Linked DNA regions of Mus musculus: all the other regions are linked to region 1. A link is a contact called in public Hi-C, HiCAR-type, HiChIP or PLAC-seq and promoter capture Hi-C data. All regions are on one chromosome and are shown on one strand. Each heading gives the region's core, a stretch centred on a gene start, on an enhancer-like site or on the middle of the called end of the contact. The rest is flanking DNA. Distances are from core to core; before and after follow the strand shown.

Evidence for each region. Promoter capture Hi-C pulls out the DNA fragments that hold promoters and counts their contacts. Hi-C and Micro-C count contacts between places; a contact is called where the count stands out from the background. HiCAR-type assays count read pairs that join an accessible place to other places. HiChIP or PLAC-seq counts read pairs in DNA pulled down with a chosen protein or histone mark.
Region 2: a promoter capture Hi-C map of embryonic stem cells shows a contact between it and region 1, with 8 times the contacts expected there. The contact joins the promoter of Cav2 here to the promoter of Foxp2 in region 1. A contact is called at or near these places in 6 of 39 promoter capture datasets (cranial neural crest, embryonic stem cells, hippocampal neurons and 3 more) and 1 of 115 datasets of contacts at active chromatin or transcription factors (astrocytes).
Region 3: a HiCAR-type map of astrocytes shows a contact between it and region 1, with 6 times the contacts expected there. The contact joins the promoter of St7 here to the promoter of Foxp2 in region 1. A contact is called at or near these places in 1 of 39 promoter capture datasets (hippocampal neurons) and 1 of 115 datasets of contacts at active chromatin or transcription factors (astrocytes).
Region 4: an H3K4me3 HiChIP or PLAC-seq map of embryonic forebrain shows a contact between it and region 1, with 8 times the contacts expected there. The contact joins the promoter of Cav1 here to the promoter of Foxp2 in region 1. A contact is called at or near these places in 4 of 39 promoter capture datasets (embryonic stem cells, hippocampal neurons, liver and 1 more), 1 of 484 Hi-C or Micro-C datasets (embryonic stem cells), 2 of 115 datasets of contacts at active chromatin or transcription factors (astrocytes and embryonic forebrain) and 1 of 9 other capture datasets (embryonic stem cells).
Region 5: a HiCAR-type map of astrocytes shows a contact between it and region 1, with 5 times the contacts expected there. The contact joins the promoter of Met here to the promoter of Foxp2 in region 1. A contact is called at or near these places in 5 of 39 promoter capture datasets (cranial neural crest, hippocampal neurons, liver and 2 more), 2 of 115 datasets of contacts at active chromatin or transcription factors (astrocytes and embryonic forebrain) and 1 of 9 other capture datasets (liver).
Region 6: a Hi-C map of LSK cells shows a contact between it and region 1, with 5 times the contacts expected there. The contact joins the promoter of Tes here to the promoter of Foxp2 in region 1. A contact is called at or near these places in 6 of 39 promoter capture datasets (3T3-L1-derived adipocytes, cranial neural crest, liver and 2 more), 1 of 484 Hi-C or Micro-C datasets (LSK cells) and 4 of 115 datasets of contacts at active chromatin or transcription factors (astrocytes, embryonic forebrain, embryonic hindbrain and 1 more).
Region 7: a HiCAR-type map of astrocytes shows a contact between it and region 1, with 7 times the contacts expected there. The contact joins the enhancer-like site here to the promoter of Foxp2 in region 1. A contact is called at or near these places in 3 of 39 promoter capture datasets (cranial neural crest, hippocampal neurons and liver) and 2 of 115 datasets of contacts at active chromatin or transcription factors (astrocytes and embryonic forebrain).

Annotation. Positions count from the first base shown.
Region 1 is chr6:14,899,961-14,902,660 of GRCm38.p6, reverse strand. It overlaps Foxp2 (forkhead box P2), which reads right to left and starts at 1,312. Exons shown (of 19, transcript NM_053242.4): 1 at 900-1,312.
Region 2 is chr6:17,279,818-17,282,517 of GRCm38.p6, reverse strand. Cav2 (caveolin 2) reads right to left here and starts at 1,333. Exons shown (of 3, transcript NM_016900.4): 1 at 1,008-1,333; 2 at 436-623. The coding sequence starts at 1,157.
Region 3 is chr6:17,692,590-17,695,289 of GRCm38.p6, reverse strand. St7 (suppression of tumorigenicity 7) reads right to left here and starts at 1,296. Exons shown (of 16, transcript NM_001289624.1): 1 at 928-1,296. The coding sequence starts at 1,078.
Region 4 is chr6:17,305,014-17,307,713 of GRCm38.p6, reverse strand. It overlaps Cav1 (caveolin 1, caveolae protein), which reads right to left and starts at 1,379. Exons shown (of 3, transcript NM_007616.4): 1 at 1,235-1,379. The coding sequence starts at 1,264.
Region 5 is chr6:17,462,614-17,465,313 of GRCm38.p6, reverse strand. It overlaps Met (met proto-oncogene), which reads right to left and starts at 1,357. Exons shown (of 22, transcript NM_008591.2): 1 at 1,066-1,357.
Region 6 is chr6:17,063,758-17,066,457 of GRCm38.p6, reverse strand. Tes (testis derived transcript) reads right to left here and starts at 1,309. Exons shown (of 7, transcript NM_207176.3): 1 at 1,145-1,309. The coding sequence starts at 1,171. Gm15473 (predicted gene 15473) reads left to right here and starts at 871. Exons shown (of 2, transcript NR_167659.1): 1 at 871-1,866.
Region 7 is chr6:17,628,552-17,631,251 of GRCm38.p6, reverse strand. No RefSeq gene overlaps it. Among named protein-coding and RNA genes, the nearest start is that of Capza2, 7.1 kb to the left of the region's middle. Within about 2 kb of position 1,306, at least 92 of the 459 cell types and tissues checked have an H3K27ac peak or open chromatin away from gene starts, as enhancers often do. A contact at or near this core is called in astrocytes and liver, where this site is marked.

The DNA.
Region 1 (2,700 bases), core at 63-2,562:
CCTTTCTCACCAAGGTGTCTGTGCCCCTCCCACATGCCCTCTCCCAGGGGCTGCAAGCTGTGACACCCACACACAGAACAAGGAGCACTTCCCAAAGTGGAAGGAAAGTAAAACCAGGACGGATCCATTGGGAAGCCGCAGGCCTTGCTGGCTAGCAGACAAGTGGAAGAGAGTGATCAGGAGTGGCCCGAGAAATGCATGGTTATCTCAGGAGTCACTAGGGGCCAGGAGTTTCTTAACTAGAGAGAAAAGAAGTGTCCCCTTGATGCCTCTCTGGTTCCTGGATAAGTACTTCTGAGATGAAAGCAGAAGTGCTGAAGACCCAAGAAACGCGCACTTGCCCGCTTTAGTAAATAAAGGTCAGCAGTCTCATCAATAAAGTGTGCGCTTCTAACCACCACATGTTTCTACTGCTGTCTCTCTTCCCTAGAGGGAGTGGGAGGGAAGAGGGAAAGACAACAAACATTTTTTTATAAGAGTAAACAAACGCATCTGGTGTTTCGACACATTTCTTCCTCCAGCATCTCTGGACGATACAACAATCTGCATATTCAAAACGAAAATAAATAAATAAATGAATAAATAAATAAATAATTCATCCCGGAGCCCACAGAGAAATCTCATTTTCCTGCACACCCCTTTCCCCATCACACAGCAAAATGCAAAGAAACAACAAGTGGCGATGTTGGGTCTCGACGCAAATGCGACCCCTGCCCTATGTGGAAATCTGACACATGTCACCCTGGCCCCGCAGCGCGGAGCAGCAGGCTCTGGGGCGAAACTTTGCTGCGCGACCGGATCAGCGTGGAGCAAAGTCGCAGTCTGGCCGCGCGTGGCTGTGCTTGGGACAGGGTGGGGTGCGGAGTGCAGAGCGTCTGAGTGAGGGCGAAGAAACTTACCGCGATCGGGGACCCCGAGGGCAGCGTCCCAGGAGGTGGCACCCGCTGTGCACCCAGGCAGAAGCCCCGGAACAACACACCCACGCTCGAGTCCCGGCAGCCGCGGCCGCGAGTTCGGGGACACCAGGGGAGGGGGGACCCGAGGAAGCTGCGGCGGGAAGTCGCGGCCGCGGCATAAATGCCCTGGGCGGGCACTGACGGATGAACTGCTGGTGGCGCCGGGCTCCGGCCGGGACGAAGCTGCGGCCGGGGAGCTGCACGCGCCGGCGTGTCTCGCGCTTTCTCGGAGGCTCGCGCTGTCTCGCGCTGGCAGCTCCCCCCACAACCCGGATCTCTGTATGTATGTGTGTGTTGGTGTGTGTGTGTGTCTGTGTGTATGTGTGTGCGCGCGCGCTTGTATGTGTGTGTGTGTGTGTGCGTATGTGAGTGTATGTGTGCGTGCACCGGCGGGCGCGCGCACCCGGGCGCGCGCGCGAGTTGTTGGCGATGCAAACTATGCACACACTGAGAGCAGAGCAGCTTCTCCTATGAGGGGCGGGCAGGGGGAAGGGACCTCCTAGAACACTCTTAAGTACTGTTGGGGCACTTGTTTTGTCTTACTTTGCTAAGTTGGGGTTGTTGTTGTTGTTGATGATGATTATGATGATGATTTTTTTAAAGTGGTTTGAACTCCATCAATCTCTTCATGCCCCCCCCCCAACTTTTTCCAGAGATGGGAGAAATCGCGGGCCAGAATGTTGCTGGGCTTTGCGGTGGAGCCTCCTGGATGACGTCAGGTCCACCTGCTATGTAAACAACTTGCTAGAGAACTTGTTTGTTCTGCCCCGTTTCCCCCACCCCCACCCTTCTCCCCACCTCCAGCTCCGCCTCCTCCTGCCGCCCCAGACGGCGAGTCGGGGATGGGGGTGGGGAGGGAGGCGAGAACAAAACCGTATGCTGTATTGGCACAGCCGAGTTGTGTCTGCTGCTTCTTGGCAGTCCCCAAAGTACGTCCTCTCAGCAGACGGAGCTGCTGGCAAATGAAACAGGGGATTCCACGTGAAGTGCAGAAAACCTAGAAGGGATCCGAAGCCTTTGGTGGCAGGTAGTTAAAGCACAGAGTGTCACAGAGGGAGCCCGCGCCAACACAGCCACGCTGATTGGCCTTTCTCTCCTGTGTGTGCGCCTCTGCGGCCTGGATGGAGAGGCAGAACCTTTCTCACTCTTGGTTGTCGTGGCTCCTGTCTCACTTGGGGCCAGTACTGCTAGGGCTTCCATGTAGTCGCGCAGCCCAGGTCACCGAAGCGGGACTTGGAAAAAGAGATGGCACCACCAAGGTGTAATTTTGTTTTTAAAGTATGAGGCTTTGGGGACTGACTGGATCAATGACTAGGGAGAAAAAAATAACAGGAATGAAAGAAAAGTAGAAATTGCCAGAACCCGCTCGCAGTGCACTTCAAAGCTGTGTCCCCGGTGTTGGGGGATGCTCCGGCTCGGTTTCTGCCACCAGGTCCCTCCTCCACTGTGCGTGGTGCGACCTAGCTGGCTGGTCTGAGCAGGACCAAGAAAGAGATGACAGAGAAAGGGCCGGAGGAGATCAAGGCGGGCCCTGAAGGGTCTTGTGACTTGAATCTGGGAGGGTGTTTCTAAGATGCCCCTCTCCACCCTAGCTTGGGAAGGAAGTTCCTTCCTGCGGTTCTCCCGCCAGCCCCTCCCGGGCCACTGGCCCCCTAACCCTTAGCCGTCGGCGTTCAATACGCGCCGCCGCGGGAGCTTGCAGCCTAGCTGCTGAATCTGTCACGCAGCGATTCCACCGGCGCAG
Region 2 (2,700 bases), core at 84-2,583, 2.4 Mb before region 1:
CAGAATGTAAGCGCTGTTTTCTCTGAGATCAACGTTTGTTTTGCCCAAGCACAGATGGTGACTGAATAAAAGTCAATGAAAGGAGGAAAGGACCTGCCCAGAACCACAGGCACGAGTCACAACAGGCCCTGGAGAGAGCAGCCTATGACAGGAAGTGGCCTTCCAGCCCCCACCTCCACACTCAGCTCAGCCTTCTGCATGGAAGGAAAAATCACACCCAGGAAAGAGGCCCTTGCTTCCTTCTGTTTAAACTCTCAGCCGGGACTATTATTCTAAAGAAAGCACACTGCCCTTCAAGATTTCTCAGGTCTTGTTACCCTTGGGAACTAATGTAAGCGTTTTCTCTGCAAATGGGCCCTGGGAAATAGGAAGAGCAGAGAGCAGGTGGCAAAAACTTCTGTAAGCTTCAGAATCAACCCATGTGTCCCCTCTCACCAGATGTGCAGACAGCTGAGGGTAGCAAACAGGATACCCGCAATGAAGGCCAAGGGGATGGCCAGAAATACGGTCAGGAACTTGTACATCACATATTTGCTGATTTCAAAGAGAGCATGGCTGCAGATCCACACTTTGTCAAAGGAGTGTGTAGTCTCAGGCTCTGCAATCAGATCCTCGAAGCCTAGCTGCAGAGACAAGATGCAAGGACTCATGACGTCATCCAACCTGTCGGGGATAGGGTCGGGGTGGGGAGGGAACGAAGTTGGTGGGGGTGGGGGGTGTGGTGGCAGAAGCACTCTAAGAAGGGGAAGTCCGAAGGAAAGGCGACCTGGCTAGAGTATCTTCAGCTTTTCTTAGAGTGACACTGGGCACACAGGAGTTGGACACTGTGTGGCTGTTCAGGGAGCCTGAAGGCTGTGGGACCAGGGCAGAGTGCCAATGGAACCAGCATTAGCAATGGGACCAACCCCCACTGTTGGGGAGAAGGTCAAGAGTCATCCTCCTGCAGCATACAAGGGACCCTTAGCAGCCTCCAGCCTAGATGAGTGATAGCCCAGCCTGAAACTCACCTTGAGATGAGAGTTGAGCTGGTGAGGATCCCGGTCGTGACTCGAGTCAACATACTTCTCAGGATCTGCGTAGTCAACGCCACTGTGGTGGCTGTAGGCGTCATCGGCCATGAAGAGCTGCACATCGGCCTTCTCGGTCTCCAGCCCCATCGTGGCTGGCGTTGCAAGAGTGGCTCGGTCGTTCGGTCCCTAGGCAGCCCTGCCTCCCCTTCCCGTGGCGCTCAGCCCCGCCCCGCCTGGCTTCGCCCTGCCTAGCCTCGGGCTGCCCGGGCGGCGGCCGCTTCCCGCTGCCGGTTCCCGCTCCCAGCCTTGGCTGGCCGAACCCCGCCCCGCCCCGCCGGGCCTGCGGGGAGGGAGGGCACCTCTCCAGTTGTTTGCCAAAGCCCCAAGGAGCCCGGGGAACCGGCTCGATGAGTCATCTCCTGGCTTGGTGAAGCCGGGCAAAGCAGACCTCCCGGGCCACTTGGCTTGCAGTCCGAACAGGGATGCTTAAAGGCAGACAGATTGGTCAGGGAGGTGTGTGTACTGGAAGAAGGTCTGGAGGTGCTAGGGGGCAAGCATTAGGGAAGTCTACATGCATCTACTGGTTGGATTAGAGTTGTGGCACCTGCTCCTCAGAGCTATCCTGAGAGAATGAGATGTTAATTCCTAACTTTTACTTGGTCCCCAACTCACAGCAAGCATTGTAGCTGAATCGTGAGGCTAAGGCGTACCTTGTTGATAGATAATGGACTGCAGCAGCCCTTTCGTTTTGTTTTTGTTTCCCCAGAGTTGGTTATGTAAGTTGTTATAGGAGTTTGTTGCCATCATACCCCAAGGATAGGTCTGCTCTTCTGCCTCCAAACTACAACTAACTTTGGATTTTCCCTTAAATCAGGATTTTGTTCAAAGACTGCAGGAACTAATGCCGTGCAGACAGGTCTGTAATGCCATCGTAGGAGCAGCATAAACAAGCATATAACTACATCATGGTACATGGATAAGCCCGCTGACCATTCTCTCAAGAGCTTCAGTAGGGAGGAGTTGGCATAAAGAGTTTGCCATCTGGTAACCTAAAACTTTGCCTGCGCGAAATAGGAACTTGGTGAGTATAGATATGGAATGATGCTTTCAGTTTGCCCAGACCCCAAACTATAGTACCAAAGAATGGGCATTGCTCTGGACAGCCGGCTTTAGAGCCTGCTGCACAAATCAAATCCCTTGTAGGAAATGGATTTGAAGGTTTCTTTGGAAAAGGAAAGGCTATTTGGGGAGTAATACAAGTTACAAAACAACCAACTAAACAACCTGGGAACTGATCGGAGAACATATTTGGAAGGCAAAACTCTAAATGTCATAGTTGAATAGGGAGTGTATCTTCTTCCACTGCAGTGTGTGGGTCATCATGTCAGTAATGCAGAATGGCGCAGGGTTGAATCCCACGTCCTGGAGGCTTCTTCTCTCGCCCCCTCACCGAGTCCCGTTACTCAAGCTTCCCCCTCCCCCTGATTATACTTTTCCTTCCTGGTTTTATTTAAATCCTTTTTAATTCGAAGGGGTGGTATAGGCCTTACACTCACTGTTTTCTCAGCACTTCACCATCCTGCATTCATTCGGACTTTCTGAGAATCAGATAGGGTCTAGATGCTACGCCCGATGGCAGGAGTTTGAAGGGGAGGCCTTCATGTTGATTTCCAGGGTTTGGAAGAGACAG
Region 3 (2,700 bases), core at 47-2,546, 2.8 Mb before region 1:
AACAAAATGAGTACATTGTGGCAAGCATCTAAAAGGGTCCACTTCCCACTGGTCCTCCATTTCCAGTTATGGTCATGGGAAATTCATTTCCAACCTTGGTATTGTAGACAATGCAAATTAAAATAACAGAAGACAGATATATGTGAATGTGTATCTATGTCTGTAAATAAGTCAGAACTGTAAAGACTTCCCAGCGTAGTGTGCAATAAAATTTGCAGACTCAAAGGGCTGTAAGCCTTCCTTCAACGTGCATTTTGTTTCTGAATTGTCTCTGGGGTGTCCTTAGCCTAAGTTTGCCCTCCTTGGTTTTTAACATCTGGGGTGGCCTGCTGCAAGTTTATCAGGACCACAGTCACCACATACATGCACACTTGTTTAGCCCCGCGCGCTTTAGAGAGGGCTCAGCCGAGAACAGGACAACTTCAGCTGGGGACGTCAGACATTCCAGATTCCCCGCGCGCGGTCCGCGTGTCCCCTCGACATTCCGTTGGGTGACCTGACACGTCATCCACGCTCCTAGAGGGACCTACGGACATGCCCTCCCCGTCCACACCACAGCGACACCCTCCGGGACAAGGCTCTCTCTCCACTCGCGCGCGCCCTCGGCCCGAGCCATGCGTGGGCCCTGGCGGCGCAGCCGGGAGCAGGACATGCCTCCTCGGCGCGGTTCGGACGCTCGAGCGCCGGCGAGACTCGCGAGCTCCCGGGGCTCGGCGGGGACCCGCGGGGACGGAAGGGGACACTCCGCGCGCGGGGGTGGGGGTGGGACTCGCGAAGGCCGCGGGGCTGCGGCGGCCACCTGAGGCGGCGCGTCCCGGAGCGCGCGTCCCCGCCGGCCGCGACCCCGCCGCGCGACTTTGCACTAACTTTCCCGGGGCGGGGGAGGGGCGGCCGAGCGGAGCCGGGCCGGGCCGGGCCGGGCCTGACCTGTGCTCAGGTTGTCGTTGATCCTCAGGGGCACCCTCAGGATGTAGACCAGGAAGAGCACGAGGAAGAACCACACGGTCCACAGATAGGTCCACGACCACACGATGCAGGACTTGAGCTGCTCCAGGAAGCCCGCGCCCGCCTCGGCCATCTTCCGGCGCTGCTACGGGCCGCCGCGGCGCTCGCTGTCGGCCGGGATGATTCACCCGCCCGAGGCACGGCTCGAGCCGCCGCCGCCGCCAGGGCCCGGCGTCCCCGGAGCTCGCCCGGCGCCCGGATGCGGCGGGAAAGCGCGCGGCCTGCGCTCCGAGCCCCCGCCGGTGGCCTTCGTGGAGCGGTCACGTGGGCCCGGTCCCTGCACTCTCCCGGGCCATTTATACTTCTTGTACTAGTATTTTAGGAGGACAGCCCGGGCGCCGCCGAGGGACCCACTGACGTAACAGCTCGCGGGTGTAGAGCGCTTCCGAGAGCCGGGCGTGCTCCACACACTTTGTAATGTCTGGGGGGGGAGCCTGCAACAGTTGCCAGGTCCTGGGGTGATAGACGGAGGGAAACTGAGGCCCAAAGCGTTCCTAGGTCTACCTTAAAGTGGAGTCAGAATTCGGTTGCAATCAAGATTTCCAGGACGTAAACAAGGTTTCCAGGAGTCTTAAAGCTGTGTCTCCCAGGACTGGGGCTTAAAGGTATCAATGAAATCCAGACGAGCTAGAAGAGATGCACTCCTGCTCATTAGGCCTGAAGAGAAATTTTGGTTCCCTTTGTACTAGCTTCTGCTATTTGTTTTGTTTTTCCCAAACAGCACGGTGAAGGGTTTTCCAGAGAAACTGACAACATACGTATTTCTTTTTCTTCCTATTTTCCAAGTGATCGCCATTCAAACAAGTCTTTACTCGTTTTGTTTTTGTTTTTAACATATAAGCAATTCCCTAGTTTAACTTTGGCGTACTTCATCAGAACCTAATGAAAAATGAATAAAAATAAAACCACATTATGAACATTTTCCCACGGTTAAATAAAATAGTATATTTTACACAAGGCTTTAGGTGCTAGCTCCGAGTCTGTTTCTTGACTTTTAATGTATTCAATGTTAAATGAAGCAAACGCAGACTTTCCCAACTATAACCAAGACATTAAAATTCATCACTGAACAGCTTACCTTATTATAATTTTTATATTGCTCATGATTAAGCTCAGAATGCATTACCTCAAAATGGGACACCTTGTGCTGGCGTGCTGGCTGCCTTGAATGGAAGGGAATTGGAAAGGCCTCAGAAGCAAGGTGTCTCTGAGCTCCTGTCCTTTTTTCATACCTTGTGTGTCCCCCAAAGCAAAGCCAGTTCCCGGAAACCAAAATTCCCCTACTTCAAGGTGCATTGTAGAAATCAGAATGCATCTCCCTCAGACTAAACTATAAAACATGGAAAGCTCGATCTTTTCTCCCTTCCCCCTCCTCCTTTGAAGCCCCTCATTCCAGGACACTCTACCTCAAAAACCTCCAGAAGAAAGAATGTTAGGGAGAGGCCAAGAATGTGGACATGCCGGCTTTGCGAGACCTTTCCCCTCAGCCTGTCACCTTCACGTTATTACCTGAACGAAAAGAGGTTTCTCAAATTCTTTCAGGCTTCATTTATCATGCTTTTTCTTTTGCATCCTGATATATGGGAGTGTTGGCTGCGGCCCTTACAGTGGGTGTGGAGAGGTGTTACACCTTTCTGCTCCTACAAGGACTTGTAGTTTCTTCCATAGTAAAACAGGCTGAGTTAATTTGTAGAT
Region 4 (2,700 bases), core at 130-2,629, 2.4 Mb before region 1:
CAGCGCTGCAAGCTTTTTAAGAGGACGGAGCGGAGGACACCACACCCCTCGGTACCAGGCAGAGAGCGCCTGCCTCCCGCGCCCGCCGCCAGGGGTCAGGGCGAAGTCCCATGCGCCCTCCTGCTCCCCACGGCTCTCGGCCCTGACTCCCCAGCCCAGGGGCTGGGGTTCCCGTTCCTCCTCCTCTGTATTCCTTCTCTCCGCCAGACCTATGACCCCACAACCTCACCTGCTCCGTGGTCCCTCTCTTAACCCTTAACACTGTCCTAAGGTCCCTTTCAACATTATCAAGATCACTCTGGACCAAACTGACAGACGTAATGGTCCCATCTTCACTGTCCCTCCGTGCTTCTTCCTTGCACCTGCCACAGCCCCTACCCCCTTTTAAAACCCACCTTTACTCCCTGGTTTTTCTTAGGCCGTGGGGGTGAATAAGTGGCTCACAATCTAACATACTTCTTTAGGCTGAGGCATGTGCCAAGACCTGTCACCCCCACCCCCATGCCCCAGAGGACATGCCATCTGAAGAACTGCCTGACCCACCCTTACTTAGATCACTCTCAGGCTGTCTACTCCAAGCTGAATCGTAGCCCTATTTGGGAACCGGGGTCTCCACGTTTAGTCCACCTGAGTGCCAAGAAGGAGTTGACAATGGCGGTGGTACTTGTGAGGGAGGAAGGAGGCTTCCCCCACCTCGGAACTCCCCCCGCCCGGGCCTCTCAGGGGCAGAAAAAACTATTGAAGTTCTCGAGAACTTCGCTAAGTGCAATACACGCATGCCGCTGCCCAAGCCAGCCACTTTAGGCTCCTGGGGGGTTGGGGTGGGGGGACACTGTCCAAATGAATCTCCTTCCCCCGAACACACACACACACACACACACACACACACACACACACACACACACACACACACACACACTGAGCAGCAGCCCTAAGCCTCCCAGTAGGTACGGGCTGGACCGCAGTGGGGTCTCGCGAACGTGTCATCTGGAAAACTTTTCTAAGTCTGGCAGACCGGGTCTCCTTCTTTCCCCTTTTGGCTCCATTGGTCTCCTCTCCAAAAGGAAGCCCTAAGACATTCCTAGCTTTTCACCTCCCCACCCAGCCCATTCCTCCAAGGTGCCAGCTCGAGTGCCGCGAAGGTGGAGAGCGGGCTGGGGCGAGGAAAGCAGTCCGAGCATTTGGAGTGGAAGATAGCAAAAGCAGGCACTTTGGAGCCCTCACCCAAGCCTACCTCGGAGTCTACGTATTTGCCCCCAGACATGCTGGCGCGTGGCTGGCTGCAGGCTCTGAGGAGGTTTCCCTGGGCTGTGATTTAAGAGAACTGAGGAAGGAAGATCTTGTATTGTATAGAGGGGGGAAAGGCGCTGGCGGGGGGCGGTGGCTGGGAGGGAGCCTCTTGGCTGTTCGCCAGGGGTTTGTTCTGCTCTCAGTTGGCTAGGACGTGCTCTGCGCCGGGTCTAGGCACATCCCCAAGGTTCTGGCAGCAGAGGGCGGGGAGTGCCGGCGGGGAGCTGAGAGCCTGTGAGAAAGCCTTCATCAGAGCTAGGCAGTTTGGGCAGATATTTTAGACTCGAGGCAACGTTTTCCCAGCTATAAACCTACAGAGAGGCATCCAGGGGAGAGCGCGTGTTTTCCCAGTGCATCATCTCAGCAGGGGTGGAGGGAGCCCAAGAGTCTGCAGAGATGCCCAGTATGGGCATCCGGCTCTGCAGAAAGAATTCTGCCCTGTCCTAAGCTGCCTCCCCTCCCAATTCGCCCACGTAGAACTGATCTGTCTCCTTGTTTCACAGAGAAAGATATAGAAGCGAGATGGCTGGGAACCTGAGGGAACATTTTTTTTTTTTTTAAATATAAACACAACGAAGCAATCTGTGTGGGCGCCTCTGCAATAAAGAAAATGAAATCCCTACCAGCAGGTTATACAGTAACCATAAGCACTTTGAGTATTTTCAACTGCAGAAAATTTTACTTAGAGGTTCAAGCTTGTTACTAGAGAGTTTTTTGTTTTTGTTTTTGTTTTTTTTGTTTTTTTTTTTTTTCTTGGCTCAAGATCGACGAGTTCGAACCCAGGGCTTTGTGTATTCTGCCTGGAGATTAAACACTCTACCACTGAACTACATCCTCTGCCATAGAGGATCCAAGCGCAGGAATATGTGCTTGACTGTGAGAGAATGTTTTTTGTTTGTTTGTTTGTTTGTTTTATTTTTTGACAAAGTAGTTTTTCTTTTTAAGTTAACAACTAAAATATCAGTTTCAAAAGCTGGCCAGCCTCCTTTGTCTTATTGTAAGGAAAAATAAGATAAACTATAGTTGCTTTTTACTAAAGGAAAGAGTAACTAATTAGAGACAGTAACTAAGCAGTTTACTCCCCACCACCTCAAGGATGAAAGGAAATTTTTACCTAAGCATTCCTATGCAAACACTCCCAATGCACACTGGAAAGGACAGAGAGTACATTTTTAAAATTGTTTCCAAGAAGCAGGAGCACGGGCTCATGAGAAGGATGAAGAGGAATCCCAGGGCTTGAAAACAGATAAAATGGAACCCTGAAAGAACTGATCATCTAGCTGGAAAGAAGACCTGAAAAGACCAGTAACCTGGGTCCCCGGCTGATAGGGAAGCAATTGTTAATTAATTATTTGATTAATTATAAATTTATAATACATTTTATTATAAATTATAAATATATTATTTATG
Region 5 (2,700 bases), core at 108-2,607, 2.6 Mb before region 1:
GTAAATAATCCGGGCAACACTAACACTGGGGCATAAAAGCACAATTTATGTCCCAGTAGCAAAGGGAAACACCGTGTACATCGTTTTCAGATCATCTCCATGCAGAGGAAATTCATTAGTCAGCTATAATAGTTGAGCTATAAAGGAAAATAACGTTCTGCTGAATCCATTTGCATGGCAATGTGTGTGTGTGTGGCTGGCTGCTGGAAGCGACAGAATAAACCTCCACCCAATGCTACAAAATGCTGACAGTCTTCCTAAAATTCTGTCTATATTCTATCCAGTTACAGCGTTTACAATCTCCTCATAGTCATGGACCGTTTTAACTTGGCCATTAGAGCCTCCTGATTATTTTGCTTAAGAAAGTTGACAATTTTTCATTCTGCCCCAGAGCTGCTTTGAACAGAAGCCTGTGATAAGGGAAAAGCCACTGGACGAGCATTCATGCGTGAGCCCCTAGAACCCCTGCCAACTGCCAAATTAGCAAATGGCTCTTCTAAACATAAAAAGGTAGGAAATGGGAAACCACAGTTTGGAATAAATTCTGCATTGTACTTTCTTTGGTCTTTTAATAATTACACCGCTACTAGCCAGACTACCTGACCTCTGGTTATAATGTATTTCACCTCCACTGAGTCCCAGGAAAAAAAAAAGATAAAGTGGGATAGAAAATGATGGATCACACCCTCCGTGTGTTTGCCAGGAATAAAAAATTCAGACCATCCCAGAAACACCTGCCCTTGAGAAAGACACCCCCACCCCCTCCTCGCGCGCTCCCTCAAGGCAGATAAAGCAAGACTAGGAACAAGGAAATAGCTGGGCTCAAACCTTGCCGGCTGTATCACCCTGGACAGGGTGACCGATCCCTTCTGTAAGGGCTGAGTCAGATCCCAGAGGTGAAACTTGCAGAGCTACAGCAGCCCTGGAGCACCTAATGCTCTTGGCGCCCCTGAGTCACACAGGTGGCCGTCAACAACACTCCTTCTAAAGCGACAAGCTCAATTCTAGTTTGCACCTCCCCGACCCCATACCTTCAGTTTCCTAAGCCCCCGGGCTCGCACCCACCTCGGTGGTCTTGTCCTCCAGAGCAGTAGCCAGTTCCCTTAGTGGAACAAAGAAAGCAGAGGGGCTGGGAGAGGCTGGGTGCCTGATCGACGCGGCTGGAGTTTGTACCTTGGGGTGCCCGGAGCGCGCGGCGCCGAAGTCAGCCGGCTGGGGACCACCCGCGCGCTCCGCCCTTCTCCAGCGAGTCAGCGGTCGCCCAGCATCTGGCTCCGCACAGGGTCACCCGGGCTCGGACGCTGCGGGCGGCGAGGCCGTCCGGGTCACCTGCGGCCCGGGCCGAACCCCGCCGAGCGCCCTCGGACTGCTCCGCCCCTTCCCACACGCGCCCTGCCCGGCCCGTGACTCAGCCGGGCAACAGCGGCGCCCGGGCGCGTCCGGGCTGGAGGCGAAGAGACCCGGGTACCCGCCCCAGCACGTGTCTGTTCGTCCCTGTCGCTCTAGGTTTGTCCCCAACGGTCCCTCCTGGGGCCCGAGATGGGGACTGGCACCACCCTTGGAGGGTTGGGGGGGGGGGGGTTGGCGTCCCCGCCCTTCCCGCAGCCAGTACGCTTAGCCCGGGGGGTCGCACTTCCTCAAGCCCCGCCCCACCCCCCGCCCTCGGCAAGGTGAAACTTTCTAGGTGGAGAAGTTTCCCTCTCCCCAGCTATGCGCTTTCTCTTCCTCCTCCAGTTCTGGAGTCTGAAGCCAGCGCAGAGGGAGATCAGTGGCCCCGAGTCTCCCCCTCCTGGTGCTCCAAAGTCACCCGCGCAAAGCGCACGCACCCCCTGGCGCACCCCGGAGCTGCAGCCTCTCTCACGCCCGAGGTGGCGGCCCCGCACTCACCCGCGTGGACAGAGATCTAGGCGCCACGGAAACAAGGCGCTCATTGTCACAGACAATGTTGGGAGTGCATGGACGGATTGTCCCAATGATTTCATTTTGCAATCATTATCCCCCTAGTATAATTTCTCAGATTTCTGGAAGAACCCCAGGAGTTTAACCCAGGGGAGGCTTCTGGTTAATTTTCACTTTTTTTTCCTCATAGCTGGACACAGGGTAATTAAATAGACAAATGGACACAAGGCGGTTACATAGACAAATAGCAACTAACAAATCCAACACATAAGTTCAAATCTCGAATATTAAAAGAAATTGAAAAGGATTTACTTAGGAAGATTCGTTTATTAGAATCGTTTCTAAAATTTTGCATTTCCCTACAAGGATACAATAAGGTGAAAGGATCTAAGGAATCCATTGCCTTTTAGAATAGGAGTTCTTTCCAATTGTCAGAAGAGCTGATTCGATAATGGACATAGAGGTATGTATAGAAGTAACTTTGAGAGTCATTCAAGCCACAGCCACTATACAGGTGCAGGGGACACGTCTTACACACAGAGCAAAGACAAGGAAGGTCTCATACATTTCTTATAACTGCGCTATGTATGTGTTCAGTACATTACCAGACACTAGACAGAGCTATTTCAGTCCCAAGAGCAGTTTACCTCACCACTCCTCAGTTTGATGGAAAAGGAAAGTTCCTATTACAGTTTTGGAGGCCTGCACGGAATCATTTTGCAGATGAATAAAACAGCCCGTACGAATTCCTAGGAAGCTCACACAGCTGGTATTAAGAAAGCCAGGGTTAGAACCCAGTTC
Region 6 (2,700 bases), core at 60-2,559, 2.2 Mb before region 1:
AGACTACACAGCACATCCGCTGCTTTCTAAGTGGCAAGCACAGGTAACCAAAACACACGTTAAAAGAATAAATATCAAACAGGAAGAGACTAGAAAGAATCTTCTATTTCCTGTTCTTCCCTTCCCTTCTGAGTGTTGATTTTAATCAGAAGAGACCAAGGAACTGTTTCCTAGGTTCAAATTTTTATTTATCAACAGCTTCCTAAACCTCATACCATATATTTGCATACGATTTGAAACCTTCAATTCTGGCACAAAATAGAAATTCCCTTTTAGAAGATGAACCTGCAACTGCAAAGCCGCAGAAGAAAGTTTCCTCAACTTGGCTTTCTTACTGTGCACAACTTCCTTCCTTATTTGAAAAATGACCAACTAACTTAAATTCACTTGAAAGAAAACAGGCGCAATTCCCGAGAACAAGACCTTTAAGGTCGAAAGTTACAATAGAATGTGACGTCAGCATTCTTTTGAGTCATAGTCTGGTCCCCACCTCTTTCTCCCAGGCGACCTGAGAGACCTAATCTCGGAGCTCCTCAGGTAGGGCCTTTATAGCCTGGACACCAGGAGCAGCCAGGAGGGTGCTCCGCAGGCGGGGCCGCTGAGCACCTGCAATGACCGCTGTTTGTGCCTGGCTGCCAAACGGCATTTTCTTTTGAGAATTAACTCCGCAAGAAGGAGACAGTGTTTTGGCACTCAAGCCATAAGTGAAACACATACACATCCCCCAAAAGTCATCACTTCAGAAGTTATCAGCAGGCGCGGGTGTGAAGGAAGTGTCACCAGTCAGCAGCCACTTTAGAGCGCCTGGGGCAGCCAGACTGCAGGGGAGGAGGATGTCAAAGCCACATCACTGAATCACACAGGCTCCCCAGAGCGCTGCTTCCCCAGGCAGGAAGCGGTGTCAGCCACCACCTCGCCTAAGACTTCGCCCAGGGCTTGGGGGAAGGCGTGGCCGAAAGGTTTTCCGAAAAGTTTCAGGCGCAGAGACAGCGAGTTGCAGGGTCCCGCTCCGCAGCGACAGTCACCCAAGGGATCGGGGTCCGGGGAGTCATCCTCCAGCCGCACCCACCGGGTCTGGTCCCGGAACCCGGACCAGCTCCCGCGCTCAGGTGAGGCGACCACGCCCGTCGCCCGCCCCACTCACCTTCTTCATTTTGGTTTCCAGGTCCATACTGGGCGTCGGAGGGGCTCAGTCCCGCGTCCGCGATCTCCGCTGCGGGAACTCCGGCGCCGCTGCCGCTGCTACTCAGCATGGGCACTCGAACTTCCGCAGCCCGGTTCGGCAGCGGCTGGGACCTGGAACAAAGAGGCCCTGGCAGCCAATGGCAGCGGGGCAGTGCCGGGTAGCGGCCAATCAGCGCGCGCCGCACGCACCTTCGCAGCCAGAGCGTGCCGCTAGCAAGGTGAGGGGCGGGGCCGCGAGGGGCGGGGCCCTGCGGAGTTCCCTGGGCGCACCGACTTAGTTTCTTCAAAGCCTTGCACCCACTGGACTTCTGTGGGGCCATCCTTTCCTCCAGCTGAAGAGCAGACCCATACCTTTACATTTCGGTAGTTGTACTTGTGTGTCCGAGGACTTTTCAAGCAGGCCAAGAGGAGTGAGTGACCCTCCCAGTACCAACTTCTTGGCTGATTTCAGAGACAAAAAGAAGTCATGGAGCTCCTTGGGCATCCCAGAGATGAGCACGGGCCCTGGTTTCACTATTGAATGGTGGAGATGTCCATTTCTCCAATGCTTTCTCTAGAGTCCTGTGCACTTCCAAGGAAGCTTCTCTCACATCGTTGATGCCCATCAAGACTACCACTATATTGTTTTGTGAGCACTCAACACTAAAAAGCAACGGGAGGCTCACAGCAACTACTGCAGAAGTAAGTGGTGTCCTTGTTTGGGAAACAGGGTTCCCTTTTTGGACCTACTAAGTGGGAAAAAGGCGAGCTGCTCTTGCTTCTCGTGAAGTCTAGTTTCAAACTGCGGTCTCACAGAAGCCTGGGCCACCAAGAACCCATTCTATCTTTTCTTTCAATAGCTATTGCGGAAAGAACCTCATCTTGGATTGTTGGGGCGTGGAGGACCCTAGGGATTAATTTACTTCATACATCTTGCAAGGATCTGTAGGCCCCGAAGTACAGGCACCTCTCAGATACAACATATTGGGAACAGAGCTTGAGTCCCAGTAAATTGGGGGGACAGGGGGTGTGAGTTAATTATGCATCTATGTGTGAGCATGCCTACTTTTGAGAGCAGGTTCACTTAGAGCCCAGAATAAGTAGAATCTTCTGAGGTTGGAGTTCCAGGCCGCCGTGAGGCCCCTGCCTTGGGGGATGGGAACTGAAATCAAGTCCTCTGCAAGAGCAGCAGGAGCTTTTAACAACAGAACCATCTCTCTAGCCCGAAGTAATTTTATTCAGTTCCTACTACATAGAAATTGTTGATGGCTAGGTATCTGGTGATCTCCTAGTCCAGCGTCTACATATGCATATGTATATATGTTTTCCTCTATATGCACGTGATATTAAAAATAAAATCTCCATATAATGCAGATACTTGGGTCGAGATGTTTCATTTTACGTCTGGACATTTGGTAACTAAAGCACTTCAAAATACACTTTAGCCAACACTTTATATACTGTTGTACTTGATAACTTGTTAATACTGCTTAACAGAGCATTGGTTTAACATGTGTATGTTTTCAGTATCCAGCT
Region 7 (2,700 bases), core at 57-2,556, 2.7 Mb before region 1:
GAGTACAACTCAGAGAGAGAATTTACACTACTGTAATACTGGGCAAAAGAAGATTTAAACTTGCAAATTCAACTGTTTAAATGTATTTCTTAGTCTGATACATTACATAGCTAATGACTGAAATGTAAACTTAAGGCGGGTCACAGTGCAAATATATAATATCCATGTTTATTAATTTTACTTATGTAATTCTTTTTTATTTTGAGCTTACAAAGTAATAGGTTTCCTTATGGTATTTTCATATCTTCTTACTTTGGGCTGATTCTCACTCCTGTATAAACCTTATTCTTAATCAGACAGACAAAATATAAAGATATGTTCATGTGATGATTTCCATGATATTTTGTTCCAATGACTTTTAAGTGAGCTGACTTATTTTAGGAAATGGTTGATTTATTAAGTCAGCATGCAAGGTAATGGGTTTTCCTATGGTATTTCATACATGTATGTCACTTTATTCCTATTTATCTCTCTCCCATTGTCTTACCCTATCCGTCCTTTAAAAATATTCCTGCCTTTTAAGAAATGTGGTATTCTTTGACATCTCCATCTATGTATATATGTGAACTGTCACCACCTAATTAACCTTTCTTATTCCCCCCCCCACTCCCACCAAACCTCTTCTTCTCAACAAGTGAACTCCTATTTCCATTTTGTTTTTTTTGTTGTTGTTGTTGTTGTTTTGTGACCACTGAATTTAACAATGGTTACCTGCATAAGTATCAGTGAGGGGTTGTTCACGGGGTCATGATTAACTTGTCTGTTTGGTTGTGAGCCTTAGCCTTGAAAGGCTGAGCCACCTCTCCCACCCATACCTAGAATATGAACAACTTAACAACTGATCTACAATTGGGAGGACAGAAGCAGGGTGGACTCTCATTGTCCCAGTAACCATTAATAGCCAGTAACTCCACAGGGTGGGTGGAACCTTAAGAGCCTCTCCCAATTCCATGATAGAGTTGTTGATGGTTCCAAGCTGGTGAATGTTTTGTGCACATCACAACAGCGTTAGCTTTCACTTGCCTGTCATTTGCATATTTTCTTTGGGAGTATGTTTTTTAATACCATTGGTCCACTTTTCATCTGGCTTGCATTCTTATTGGTTCAGTTTGAGGTCTAGTTTTCAAACTCTAGTTCTAACAATTCTTTGTTTCCTTGTGTGATTCTATGACTATAGTTCATAGATGGTGATTCTCCTGATTAAACCAGCCATTGCGAGGCATGCTTTAATCAAGTTTCTCCGGTCTCTGCCCATCCCTTCCTTGGCACTGGAGAAAACTCTTAGGTTTTACTTTCACTTCTCTCATACAGATGATAATGAGAGTGAAAGAAAGGGGGGAGGGGCAGGGAGCTTGGGGGGAGGGGAACACTTGCTTAGTCATGTAATTTAAGGCGTGTATCAAGGTATCCCAATATCTTATGTACACAAAATAAATGCTAAATGTATTTGTGTTAATCGTAGTGAAAAAGAAATCTGAAAGTTATGAAGTGCGTGGGATTGGCCACAATAAATGTCTTTAATCAAGGCAACGGCCCCACAGAATTGAATTATTTTGCAGTTGTGTGTATAATGGGAGCTGTTCTGGAAAGCAAAACAGTGGTTAACCTAGAATAGCTCAGGAGAATTCACTGTAGCTCAGATTTGTATGCTAAGCAAGCAGCAAGCTCCAGCAGATCTGAGAGGGGAACAAAAGACTGATGTTCAAGTCTCAGAGGCAGGCTGCATTTCATAAAAATGACCCCCATTTTCCTGAGCTTATTTTCCCATGTAAAGTCCTAGTGTCAGCTAACCAGGGAGTTTTGGGGAAACAGGGATTCTGTGTCTTTAGAAACTACATGCATATTTTTTATTGCAACTTCAGAACTGTCTTCATCATTATCAGGAGCCTACTGGGAGATGGGAAAGGCCTTCTGTGGCTTTCTCCCGCTGGGTTGGAGAAGAGTAGCAAGGGAGGGAAGTGAGCAGAAAGAGGGAAGTGTTGTGTTTCCCTCCCCCGCTCTGGAGCCCACACAAAAGGGAAACTGGAGTTCCCAGGCTGAGCAAGCAAAATTACAGGCGAGACTTGGGGTTCCAGAAAGGCCTTGCACCAGTTTAAACAGAATTTTGAGCATCCAGGTATCTTTAACCCTAGTTCATGCAAATCCTAGGGACCTGCAAAGCCATCCCCAAGTAGGTAGAGGGGTGTTGAGACTTATATCCAAGAGGCAGAATGAAGATGGTAAGATGTTCAGAACATAATAACTAAAATGAGAGTTTGCTTGAGCATCTGAGAGAGATTATTTATAGCCTCAGTCATATTTTGGCTTCGTTTTTTAAGAGTTTTCTCTGGAGATGGATGTAGCTCAGTGGAAGGCGTGTGCTTGGCATGCATAACGTCCTGAGTTCAACTTCAGAAGTAAATAAGGAATGAGGGGGAAGACACAGCTTTGGGATTCTAGGGAAATAAAGCCCTTCTGGAGACTAGTTTTACTAGTTGAGTAGTAGAGTTGAGGCCTAACAAATAATTGAAGCAGCCAATTGATTGACAGGGCCAGGGGCATGAAGATGTAAAGAGATGTAGAGGAAAGAAATAGTCAGGTTCTGACTTATAACTAAGTAACATTAAATTTGCTTTGCGATTCCCCCTCGTGGCTTCCTGTGTAAAGGAAAAGGTGAATAGTTGTAGAACAGTGGTCCTGCAAGGCATAAGTGGGTCACAC